Regions from separate parts of the Mus musculus genome. Here region 2 is linked to region 1. A link is a contact called in public HiChIP or PLAC-seq data. All regions are on one chromosome and are shown on one strand. The core of a region is the stretch at or near the end of the contact, and the rest is flanking DNA. Distances in the headings are between cores, read along the strand shown. Region 1 has its middle 45 kb from the start of Syf2. Region 2 holds the start of Runx3 (runt related transcription factor 3).

The links. HiChIP or PLAC-seq counts read pairs in DNA pulled down with a chosen protein or histone mark.
Region 2: a contact with region 1 is called in an H3K4me3 HiChIP or PLAC-seq map of craniofacial prominence, with 2.6 times the contacts expected there. The contact joins the promoter of Runx3 here to the enhancer-like site in region 1. A contact is called at or near these places in 19 of 39 promoter capture datasets (the 3T3-L1 cell line, 3T3-L1-derived adipocytes, the C10 cell line and 12 more), 2 of 15 datasets of contacts at CTCF or cohesin (embryonic stem cells and large pre-B cells), 20 of 484 Hi-C or Micro-C datasets (the HPC-7 cell line, LSK cells, Th1 cells and 10 more), 24 of 115 datasets of contacts at active chromatin or transcription factors (Th17 cells, acute myeloid leukemia, bone marrow-derived macrophages and 14 more) and 3 of 9 other capture datasets (adipose tissue, liver and pancreatic islet).

The regions. Positions count from the first base shown.
Region 1 is chr4:134,973,140-134,978,928 of GRCm38.p6, forward strand. No RefSeq gene overlaps it. Among named protein-coding and RNA genes, the nearest start is that of Syf2, 45 kb to the left of the region's middle. Within about 2 kb of position 2,657, at least 50 of the 459 cell types and tissues checked have an H3K27ac peak or open chromatin away from gene starts, as enhancers often do. A contact at or near this core is called in craniofacial prominence, embryonic limb bud and pancreatic cancer cells, where this site is marked.
Region 2 is chr4:135,149,296-135,155,084 of GRCm38.p6, forward strand. It overlaps Runx3 (runt related transcription factor 3), which reads left to right and starts at 3,250. Exons shown (of 5, transcript NM_001369050.1): 1 at 3,250-3,761. The coding sequence starts at 3,477.

The sequences.
Region 1 (5,789 bases), core at 1,407-3,906:
TGGGAAAAGAACAGGTGGGAAGAAAACAGCTGGGAAGAGAACAGGTGGAAGGAGAGCAGCTGGGGAGAGAACAAGTGGGAAGAGAACAAGTGGGAAGAGAACAGCTGGGAAGAGAACAGGTGGGGAGAGAACAGGTGGAAAGAGAACAGCTGGGAAGAGAACAGGTGGAAAGAGAACAGGTGGGGAGAGAACAGGTGGGAAGAGAACATCTGGGAAGAGAACAGGTGGAGAGAGAACAGGTGAGAAGAGAACAGCTGGGAAGAGAACAGGTGGGAAGAGAACAGGTGGGAAGAGAACAGGTGGAGAGAGAACAGGTTGGGGCCTTTAAGAGATGGTTAGGGCCCAGGGGCTGAGGCCCCCCTTAATGGACCCAAATTGTTATTCTTGGAGAGGATTTTGTGGGGGGAGGGAAAGGATGAACTTAGCCTGGGTGAAGTGGAAACTTAAGAATTCTTTGGAAAGTCAGTTATGTTGGATGGTGTTTTCCTGGGGCAAACACATGAAAGAAGTTTTATTAAAGAGAACATGGGTGTGAAAGGCAAAGGCAGACTCGAGAAGGAACATTTCACTGAAGCAGACACAGGAGAGAGGATGTTCTGCTAAAGCAAGCACGTGAAAGGACATGAGATGAAGGATTCTTTGCTAACAACACGCATGTATTGATCCACCTTACTTTTCATAGTTGAGCTGCATTTGTCAGGACTCCACAGAGGGAAACAAACCAAAAAACTTCTGGTGCTGTGCTGCAGTTTCTTGCTGCTTCCTTAGACTCAGGCTGATTAGATGCATGTGCTGAGGCAAGACACGTGGAGGACAAGTGATGTTTGGAGGGTAGAAATAGGACTCCATAGAGTGAGGGGGAGAGAGAGAGAGAGAGAGAGAGAGAGAGAGAGAGAGAGAGAGAGAGAGAGAGAGAGAGAGAGAGAGAGCTAGGCTTGTTTATAGAACTAGTTGTGTAACACTTGTGGGTCTCATGTCTTTGCTGATCTTCGCCTCCCTGAGAGAGGCACAGCCGAGAACTTCTCCTGCTGTCCCTCTAGGTCCCTCCTGTTGACTTGAGCTGAGACTGAGTCCTGGCTGTCTCTGCTAGGTCGTGCCACCGCTGTTGCTATCCTGACTCTACCGAGCTGGACTGCTGGTGTATCCATGAGGTGTTGGTGAGTGGATCGAGCTGCCACTGTTGACCTGTGAACTGAACTGCCAATTTCCAGACAACACAGATGGGAGTTGCTCCAAAGAACCTTTCTAAACAGGTCCACTTCCCCTGTATCCTTTCTTTTCTGCTCCTGGTGGGTGGTGGGCTACAAGGAAGGTTAAAGTGTTTAAGAACCATCATTAAAAGTAAACAGGGTGGGCGTGGTGGCGCATGCCTTTAATCCCAGCACGCAGGAGGCAGAGACAGGCAGATTTCTGAGTTCGAGGCCTGCCTGGTCTACAAAGTGAGCTCCAGGACAGCCAGGGCTACACAGAGAGACCCTGTCTCGAAAAACCACACACACACACAAAAGTAAACTTAGAAAAAAAAAATCAAAGTTCCACTGGGTTCCAGAATTACACTGTAATCAGGTCCTGGGTTGCTGCCTCTGTGTTTCTGCCACACTGTCATATGGAAAAGGCCCTTCCAGGAAGCGGGCCCTGCAGAACCTTGAACCGAATTCTCTGTTTTCTGTGACGGGCTCAGTCTTGAGCATGCTGTTACAGTCACAGAAAGTAGACTGAGATAGCAAGCTCTTCAGAGTCACTGGGCCTTTGGAGGGACTCCTCTCTTACCTAGAGCTGACCAGAGATGCTCTGTTCCCCACAGCCCTGGGTCCCCTTGTGTTTCTTTCCCCATCAGGTGGGACAGGTAAGCTGCTCTCTGGAGTCTGTGACACAGTAAGGGGTTGTTGACTGACTATGTAACACAAGTCAGACATGTCTCTTGGCAGTCCACAAGTTCAAGGTCAAGAAAGCCATTGTCAGCTCAGACTCTAGCTACTAAGTGGTGGGGCTTATGTGTGTGTGTGTGTGGGGGGGCTTTTTGAGGTGTTTCTATTGGCCACTCTGTGGCGGTTGGGTGGCTGGGTCCTATGCAGATAGGATGCAGGCCTGGGAAACCAATGTGCTGGCTGCTTGTATGGCTGTGTGACCTGTGATTATTGCTTCTCTAACTATTATTCCCAATTGCAGCTCAGTGAATGCAATTATGCTGTCGAGGCTCCCAGCACAGTAGCGCCCCCTAGCTCCTGCTAATTTGCTGCTTCTACCCTCTTCTTACCTTCCAGGGTGGGATTAGCCTCCTGGGAGCCCTTGGCACCAGGGCTGGGCTGTGTCTCAGTGGTTGCTGGAGCTTTGACGTCATCTCTTTGATGTGGGGTTGTTGAATCGGGCAGAATCCTGCTCGGCTAGTCCAGCGCCGGGTACCAGACAATTGAGCCTTTGTGCGTGTGCCCTGGGGCATCTGCCCACAGAAACCTGGTGGCTCCGAACACCTCTTGTGAAAAAGTAGCCTTCAGGAAAAAGGGACAATGAGCTTGTCATGTCCAGGAGAGAGCAGGGTCTGAACTGGGGTGGGCACCGGGTGATTACAAGGCAGACCGGGAGCTCCTGGGAAAGCCATGGGCAGGCAGGGGCCGGGGCCTCTAGAATGTGTGCTAAGGGTGTTGCCTGCTGTGGTTATGGGAGCAAGTCTCACTTAATTCTGCCAAACCACCTTGCTTATTGCTCACTGTTCTTAGAGTACAGAGGCTGTGTTTCACCCTGTCTCGGGGCCTTTGGATACGCAGAACCCTTTGCCTGAGATTTTAATTTTTGATTATGCAGAAAATGCCAAAGAACAATTATTTTAGCCCCTTAGATTCCCATGTCTGGACAGATGACATTTTGTCTTTACTTCCTGCAGAACATTATTTTTGTGTATGTGTGTGTGTGTGCGTGTGTGTGCGAGTGTGTTTGTGTGTGTGGTGTGTGTGTGTATGCGTGTGTATGTGTGTGTGTGGTGTGTAATATGTGTGTGTGTAATATATGTATGATGTGTATGGTGTGTGTAGTATATGTATGTATGTGGTGTGGTATGTGTGTGTGTGAGTGTGTGTGTGTTTATGTGTGGTGTGTGTGTGAGTGTGTGTTTGTGTGTGTGTATACGTGTGTGTGTGTGGTGTGTGTGTATGTGTGTGGTGTGTAATATGTGTGTGTGTAATATGTGTGTGTGTGTGTGTGTGTGTGTGTGTGTGTGTGTGTGTGTGTGTGAGTGTGCATGCTTGCTTTCTTGAATGTGCTTTTTCCTTCGGAGGCCAGAGGAAGACATCAGGCATCCTGTTCTGTTACCCTCTGCCTTATTCTTGTATCAGGTCTCTCTCTGAAGCTGAGACTCACCATTTTGGCCAGGTCGTCTGGCCATCGAGCCCCCAGGATCTATCTGTCTCTATCTCTCCAACTCTGGAGTCACAGGCACATGTAGCCATGCTTGGCTTTTATGTGGATGCCTGGGATTCAGGCTCAGCAGGAGTCACCTTTATCTGCTGAGCCATCTCCCTGGCTTCAAGTTCTCAGGGCAGGAGAGGTTTTCCCGTGTCTGCATCCTTCATGTCCTGTCCCCACATCCTTCCTATTCTGTCCTTCACCACTGGTGAACTGTCAGAGCAGAGGAGAGGGGATGGACCGTTGAGCATGGGGGGACGACCTGGATGGCATCTAGGAGCAGAGAGTGTACATGAGGAGGAGCAGACTGGTGGAAGTGGAAGCGCGGGTCCAGCTGGGTAGTAACGAACTAATGTTGAGAGGCCAAGGGTTGGGAACTCTGGGTGAGGGCAGTGGCAGGGACTCTGTGTGCTGGTCTTGTAAAACAAAAAAAAAAAAAAATCACACACACACACGATTTGTTTATTTTTTTAAGGAGCAGATGCTCTGAGCAAACGTGGCACATTCAGAATGCCAGCGTCAGGAGAGGGAGGCAGGAAGGCAATGGAGGGTGACGCCTGGCCTCCTATTTGGTGATTGATTGTTTTGAATTTTCTACATAAAAAACCTAAACTAATCTGAGAAGAAACGCTTCTCTCTTTTTTCCCCTTGAACTGCGATTCTTTTTCTTTTCCTGCCTTATTGCATTAGCTAGAGTTTCTAGTATGACTCTGAACGGGGGTGTCATGGCTGCCCTACGCCAGATCTCAAGGGGGAGTTCCTAGTGCCTTATTGTTTTTAGTATAAATAATCCCCATGTGATATTTTGGAACATAACAATTCTAAAAATGTATTTTTTCTTTATTATCTCAAATTTAAATTTAATTCTAAAAATGGGAATGTATCCACGGACTCAAATTACAAAGGTAGTCATTGTCCTTTTCTCCCAAATTAAAAAAAAAAATCTTCTAAAATTCTGTTGACCTCATAGCTCAGGCTCATAAGCCCAGCTACTTGGGAGACTGAGGCAGGAAGATCACAAGTTCAAAGCCAGACTGGACTACAGAGTGAGTTCAGATCAGCCTACGCAACTCAGTGAGACCCAGTCTCAAAATGAACTAGTAAAAACAGAGGGCTGGAGAGACGGCTCAGTGGTTAAGAGCATTGACTCAAGGTTCAGTTCCTAGCACACACATGGCTGCTTACAACCTCCTATAGCTGCAGTTCCAGGGCATCCAGTGTCCTCCTCTGGTCTCCAAGGGCACATACATTTGGACAAACACTCATACACATAAAATAAAAATTAATAAAATTTTAAAAGAAAGTAAAAAGAAGCCTAGGGGTGTAACTCTGTGGTAGAGGGTGTATGCAGCTTGTGTGAGAGTCTGGGTTCAAATTCCAGTAAAACACACACACACACACACACACACACACACACGAACATGCTCACACATTCACACATATTACATGTATACAGACAGACATACACACACAGAGATATAGACATATACACTCACGCACAGACACATCCATCTATCCATACACATATGCAAACAAGATACACACACAGAAATACAGATATACTCACACACAGAGACACACTCATGCATGCGCGCGCACACACACACAGACACAAACACACACACACACACACATACACACACACACACACATGCACACCTTCTCTAAAGGTACATTTCCCCCACAGGTTAAAGCTACCATTCCATGGAGCTTTGCTGACTCTGGCTGCTCTTGAAGAGTCAGATGTGGGGCTGGAGTTAAGAGCCCTGGGTGCTCTTCCAGAGGACCCTGGTTTGATTTCCAGCACCTATGTGGCAGCTCACAACTGTCTGGTAATCCCAGTTCTAGGGGATCTGACACCTTCACACAAACATACATGCAAGCAAAAAATGCACACACAAATTTTTTTTAAAAAGGAGGAAACCCGTTAGTTGTAACTGATTCAGATGCTGTTGGTCTTTTCGCCGCTTCTGGAAACTTTCTCGGGCTTCTGGAAACTTCTACCGTTCTGTGTGGTGAAAGTAAGTTTCCCTCCCGTTCGTCGCCAAAAGAAAAATAAAGGAACCTAGTGAAATTTAGATGATAAGGAGCAAACACATTTTAACTTTTCATTATAATTAGTGTGTGTAGGTCAGCCCGTGTGTGGAGATCAGAGGACAGGTTTAGGAGTTGGCTCTCTCCTTCCATCTTGTGGGTCCTGGGATTGAACTTAGGTCCTCAGGCTTGGCAGCATGTGCCTTTGCCCACTGAGCCATCCTCCTGGTCTGCGAATGCATTTACAGTATCACCCTGGGGTGTATTGATAGCAGATACTTGCTACAATGTTGATGTTGTCAATTTGACAGGGTCTAGAATGGCCTAAGAGGCAAAGCTCTGGCCATGCCTGTGAG
Region 2 (5,789 bases), core at 2,000-4,499, 180 kb after region 1:
GTCCATGGTGATGGTCACTTTCTACTTAGGTCAGGGCTGCTTGTGGGAGGGCAGTAGTGAAGGTCTGGAGCCTTGACAGCAAGAAGGCCCTCAAAAGTTGCCTTCAGTGCTAGCTCTATGTAAAGGCAAGCACCCGATAGTCTGTAGGCAGCAGGTAGCCCTCAGGCCAGCCTAGGAGAAAGGAGGAGCAAGGTGGCCACAGCTCTGTCCTAGGTTCTGAGTTCTAGAAAGCGCTGTGAAAGCTACCACCAGATGAGTGTTTCACAGGTGAGGGTGTGACACTTGGCAAAGACAGTTGGCGTGATAGAGCGTCTTTCTGGAGCAGTCCTGTGCCAAGCACTTCACACGTGATCCCAGATTCAGCTGTTCTCCCCTGTACAGTTGAGAGGAAGGCTCAGGAATATTCGACACAGGGTCCCTGGACCAGAGGGATGGAGGAAGCAGACTTAAGAACTAACCAGAGATGAGCCAGAAACAAGTGTGCTGAAACCTACCCTTCCCTGTCTCCTGACTTCCAAGGAATGAGACCCACTCAGTCCATTTCCTCAAAGACAGAGGCAACATTGCACAGCCAAGAAGCCTTAGTGGCTTGGAGGGCGGGGGTGTCCTCTCAGGATAAGAGCCTGCTGTAGATGGCCCAGGCTGGTCCAATTTACCCTACAATGGACATACACGTGAGAGAGGAGCTTTGATCTCTGCTTCCTGTCCCCTGTTGGGGACACAGTGAGGTGCTCTTAGAAGAGAGCATTTGAGAGAAGGCAGACTGTTGCCCGACTGTGGGACAGAAAGAAAGACGGAACATATGTACGCACGGTGGGGAAGGGAGAGGGAGCGATGAGTCCTGTTTGGTGGCAGCTCTCCTGGTCTGAAAATTTGACCATACATAAATAGTTCTAGGTTTGTCGGTCCAGAGAAGAAAGAAGGAAACTGGTCTGGTTCTAGACAGGTATAAGGATGAAAGTCTGAGCCTTCTATCCTATCCTCAGAACGGAGCTCAGGAACAGAAGTAGGGAAACAGGGCGGCGCCTTTCTGTTGAAGGGAGACTTCTGCTGGTTGCAGGCCCTTCGGTATCTGGGACTCCAAAGAACCGTATCTCTTTGTGAGAACCCGGGCAGGCAACCCTCGGCCTAACACCACACTATCCATTTACCTGATATGTGACCACTGGTATAAAGAGAAATCAGGCGCGCACTCTCCAGAAAGTAGCTCTTCCCCAACGCTCCGTGGCTTGGAAAACCCGTGCTGCCCGTGCTGCCCCTGCTGCAGGCGCAAGTCTGTGCTCTGAGTCTGGTGGGGGCAACTGAGCAGCCAGCAAGGCGCCAGCGCCAACTAGTGGGCGGTTCACGACACTGCTTCAGCCCGGGCGACCCTTCACCTGCGACCTCAGGCTGCGTACTGAAGGCCAGCACTTCCCCAACCCTTGGATCTGGTGCCCGCGTCTTCCGAGGGTTATAGCTGAGTCCGGGCCCAGGGTCAGATGTTGGGTCATTCCTGTAGCCCCACTTTCCGGAGACCCGGTTATTAATTTGTTGTAAGATCAGAAAGAGAAATCAGGCGGAGGGACTAGTATGGGGCAGATGCAAACTGGAATCACTCAAGAAATCGAATTTATGCATCGCATCGCAGAGGCTGCCAGTCACGGCCCACAATCGCTCGAGGGCAGAATAGACGACTCGGTCTGGGTCCTACCTGGTGACTAGCGGTGCTCCCTTTCCAGGGGAGCCCCCTGAGGGCCCATGCTCAGGGCCAGGCTTCCTAGATCCCCTCTGGTCCAGAGGCTGTTTCCATGGCGGCCCAAGGCCTAGTGATGGTCAACTCCGAATCATAGGTTCTCAAAAAGTTCCAGTAAGGGACCTTCACTGTCCTTGCTTCCCTGGTGGCTTGAGGCGCTGGCATAAGGCCCAGAGAGGGGCAGAATACAATTCTCCTGGCACTCGTTAGACTCAGGACATACCTAGTACCCCGCTGTTGTACACACAGCGCCTGATTTCGTTTTTTGACAAAATGGAGTGTTCTAAGCTGAGGTCAGAGCCAGGATGAGGTCTTGATGCCTCTGTCGCCATCGGATCCTAAATCGTGTCGCTTCTGGGGCTTGTATTGGTAGTTGCAGACAGATTCACTGTCGCTGGCAACGAAAATGCAGTCGAATTTCCAAAGCAGTGAGAGAAACACATGCATTCGTTCGTTGCTGCCGTCCAAGGAGTGCACGGGGTTGGGGAGAGCACAGCCCTCGGTGACCGGTGACCGTGGACTCTCTAGTTGTGTGTCTGTGCCCCCATGCCAGGCTTAGGAGACGGGACGGGAAAGAGTTGTTGTTAGTGAAGTCCAGGAGTTGCTGGGCCACGGAGCATGAGGAACACAGAGACCCCAGGGCCGATTTCCCACAGGGCACCTGACAGCTCTGTAGGCTCAGCGCTTTAGGGCCAAGAAGACTATGGCCCGGCCCTAGGAGGACCCCTTTCCATCCGTGGGGAGAAAGCAGTCTGAGCGTTAAGACTTCTTTCTGCCACAGACCCTCATCCACTTCCACTAGACGGACGGTGGTTGCATGCGTATGGTGTAGCATGGAATGTTCCAAAAAAGCACACTGTTGTAGGCCCCATTGTAGTTTTCAAAGACCCATGAGCTGCCAAGACAGAGGACAACTCCACGAGGCCTGCGCGATCCTGAAATTAGTTTTGAGTGGACAGGAGCCGTGTGGTTGTCCCCACCCCACTGTTGGTCCCTGTGGCAACCCCTATTCTGTCTGCCTCGAAGGTTGACACAGAAGCCACAGAGACGAGAGCCAAGGCCGCGCGGAGCTGTGGACTCCCTCGTGGGGTGGAAGCTCTAGGGTCAAAATCGTTTGTGGAGTGGAGGGAATGAGAAAACCGTCTTGGGTGTCACCGCGGCAACCAGCTGAGGGTGCAGGTTCCGGGCTGCGGTGGCCAGAGCTGAAGCAGCCAGGCTGCGACTCGAGGGAGGGGAAGCGAGCCGCAGCCAGGAGGCTGGAAACCCGATGTCTGCCCAGGTCGCAGCGGCCGCTCCTGACTCCGGGGACCGCGGCTCCCCGCGCGGCTACCGGGACGCGGGTGTCTAGACCCTCTGGGGCGGAGCCTGGCCCCTGCTTGGCTCGCGCGGGCCCGAGCCACCGGGTCCTCCACGGCGAACCCCGAGCCTGGGGGCTGCGATTGGCTGCGCCCCGCGTCGCTCGCACGGCCCCGCCCCGAGGCCCGGGGTACTAACCCCGCGCGGGCGGCCGCGTCGCCGCCACTTGATTCTCTAGGATCCGGGCTGGGGCCGCGGCCGCCGAGTCCGTGGGGCGGCCGCGCGCGCCGGATGCGGGACTAGCGGGCGCGCGGCCGACCGTCGGGGCGCACCCCCTCCCCCGGCGCCGCCCCTCCCCCCACCCCCCACGCTGGCCGGGCCCCGAGCCGCCGCCTTCCCGCCTCCCGCTTCCCGCGGCTGCGGCCGCCCGCGCCCTGACGGCCGCGGCATGCGTATTCCCGTAGACCCGAGCACCAGCCGCCGCTTCACTCCCCCCTCCACGGCCTTCCCCTGCGGCGGCGGCGGCGGCGGCAAGATGGGCGAGAACAGCGGCGCGCTAAGCGCGCAGGCAACCGCGGGCCCCGGCGGCCGCACCCGGCCCGAAGTGCGCTCGATGGTGGACGTGCTGGCCGACCACGCGGGAGAGCTCGTGCGCACCGACAGCCCCAACTTCCTCTGCTCCGTGCTGCCCTCGCACTGGCGCTGCAACAAGACGCTGCCGGTCGCCTTCAAGGTGAGTGCAGGGGCCCGAGCCGGGAGGACACCGGGGAACCTGGGCGCCCCCATTTGCAGGAGCCCATACCGGGGAGGACTTGGGGAGCACCTAGAAGTAGGACATGAAAGGGGATGTCACCCAGCTGGCAAGACACCGGGGTACCCGGGCGCCCCTACTGCAGGATGCCACTCCCGGAAGGACCCCCGCTGGACTCCAGGCGATCCGCAATAAGAGCCCAGACCCCAGAGAACATGGGAGGTACCGTGGTGGAAGAAAAGGGGGTCACCCGGCTAGCAGGACATAGGGGTGCCTGGTCACCCACGCTGCAGGAGCCCAGGCCCGACAGAACATGAGAGGAACCTGGGTGTCCCCGCTGCCCGAGCCCGGGTCCAGAGAGAAATATGGTTACATCAGTCAGGGAAGGTACCAGGAGGACGTCCAGGAGAACTGGGCGTGGGGAGTTCTTCTGCCGTTCCTATTCCAAGAGTCAGAACCCCAGACCTCCCGTTGGGAACGGTACACCGCGGCCTCTCTGCCGGAGGACACGGACACTTGGGGCGCTCCTTCTCGGTGGCACAGACAGCCTGGAGGAGCCATACCCCGTTCCACCTGGCCTTCACGGGGCCCTGCAGAGTATAGTGGCATGGAAACCGGAGGACTGGGGCTCCCAGATTCTTTGGCACAGTCTAACCGGTAACTGGGATGAGGACCGCCGGAGCTGGGCGAGGACCCGGGAGGTGTGGGGCACAGAGGGCGAGGAGGGCCTGGCCTAGCACCGCGCCTCCTGCTCTGCAGCAGAAACACTTCCTTCCCACACTCTCAACCTCAGCGGCTGAAGTGTTGCACAGGGCGACCGTAGGCCGGTTCTAAAGGGCTGCCTCCGGCATAAGTCTGCATCCCGAAAGATAGGCAGAGACTTGGGGAATGCCTCCATCCTGGTAGCCCCAGAGTCGTTCAGAGAATTTATTTTTCAACGATACCAGGGATAGGCAACTGTTTCGTTTCTCTCTCTCTCTCTCTCTCTCTCTCTCTCTCTCTCTCTCTCTCTCTCTCTCTCTCTCTCTCTTGTAAGGGGGGCAGCCAGATGAAACGAAAACGCCTTGGTTTTCCCCTAAACCTCTCACAGCTGCCGTGAGAAAGGACAGAGTAGGAAGGGCCAGCGGCTGGGAGGTAGTGATGCCCGAGGTGGCTGGAAACGCGGCTGCTGGCAGCTGAGGCCCTCCTTGCTCCCATTAAGACTTCAAATTGGAAAGGGGTGGGGGGAAGGCTGGTGACTCTTTGAGGTCTCCCGGGTGACATCTTAAAATACCATTGGGGGAAATCTCCCGGGGAGGAGAGGGAGGAGGGGAGAAGGGGGAGGAGGGGATGAGGGCCGTGTGACTGTAATCGTCAGATCGGAGGTTTTACTGTCACTTGGAGCTTAAAAGGAATCTTTGAAATTAAAAGAAGACAGGATGTTGACAGGAAATCTGGCCTTTTTAATCAGACCCCAAACATTTTCTCCTTGAAATCTTTACCATCTGGATCCCCAGTCCCTGCACACGGCAGCCACGTTTAAATGGCTGTGACTCTGTTTAAAGTCTGGTTCAAAAGGCATCTGCCTCTTGATGCGCCTTGGGTGGGAAGGAGTGGGGGAAGAGATGACATTTAAGGGGCATCTCCACCCACCCATCCAACAGTTCCCAGCAGGTACATGCTCAGTGATCGAAACCACCCTGTCCTCTTACCCCGGGGTTTTCTGGATCAACTTGCAAAAACGCAGTTTGTTTTGCATTTTGCATTTTCTCTGCATAACGAATCCAGGCTCTGTTGAGGCCATTTAACTGGGCCTTGGTCACACTGCAGGGCCAAATTCCGTACCCCTAAGGGCCAGTGCCTTAATTGACTGCAAGGAGTAGCCCGGTTATTAAGGTTGCTGATTCTTTGGCCGAGAACAGTGTCGTCTCCTTTGCCGCCCCACCCTTACCTGTGACCTTGTTGATTGATAGCTCTAGCCTAGACTTAATGTAATAAAAATGGATGCTTTCTTGGAGCTCCCATCAACCA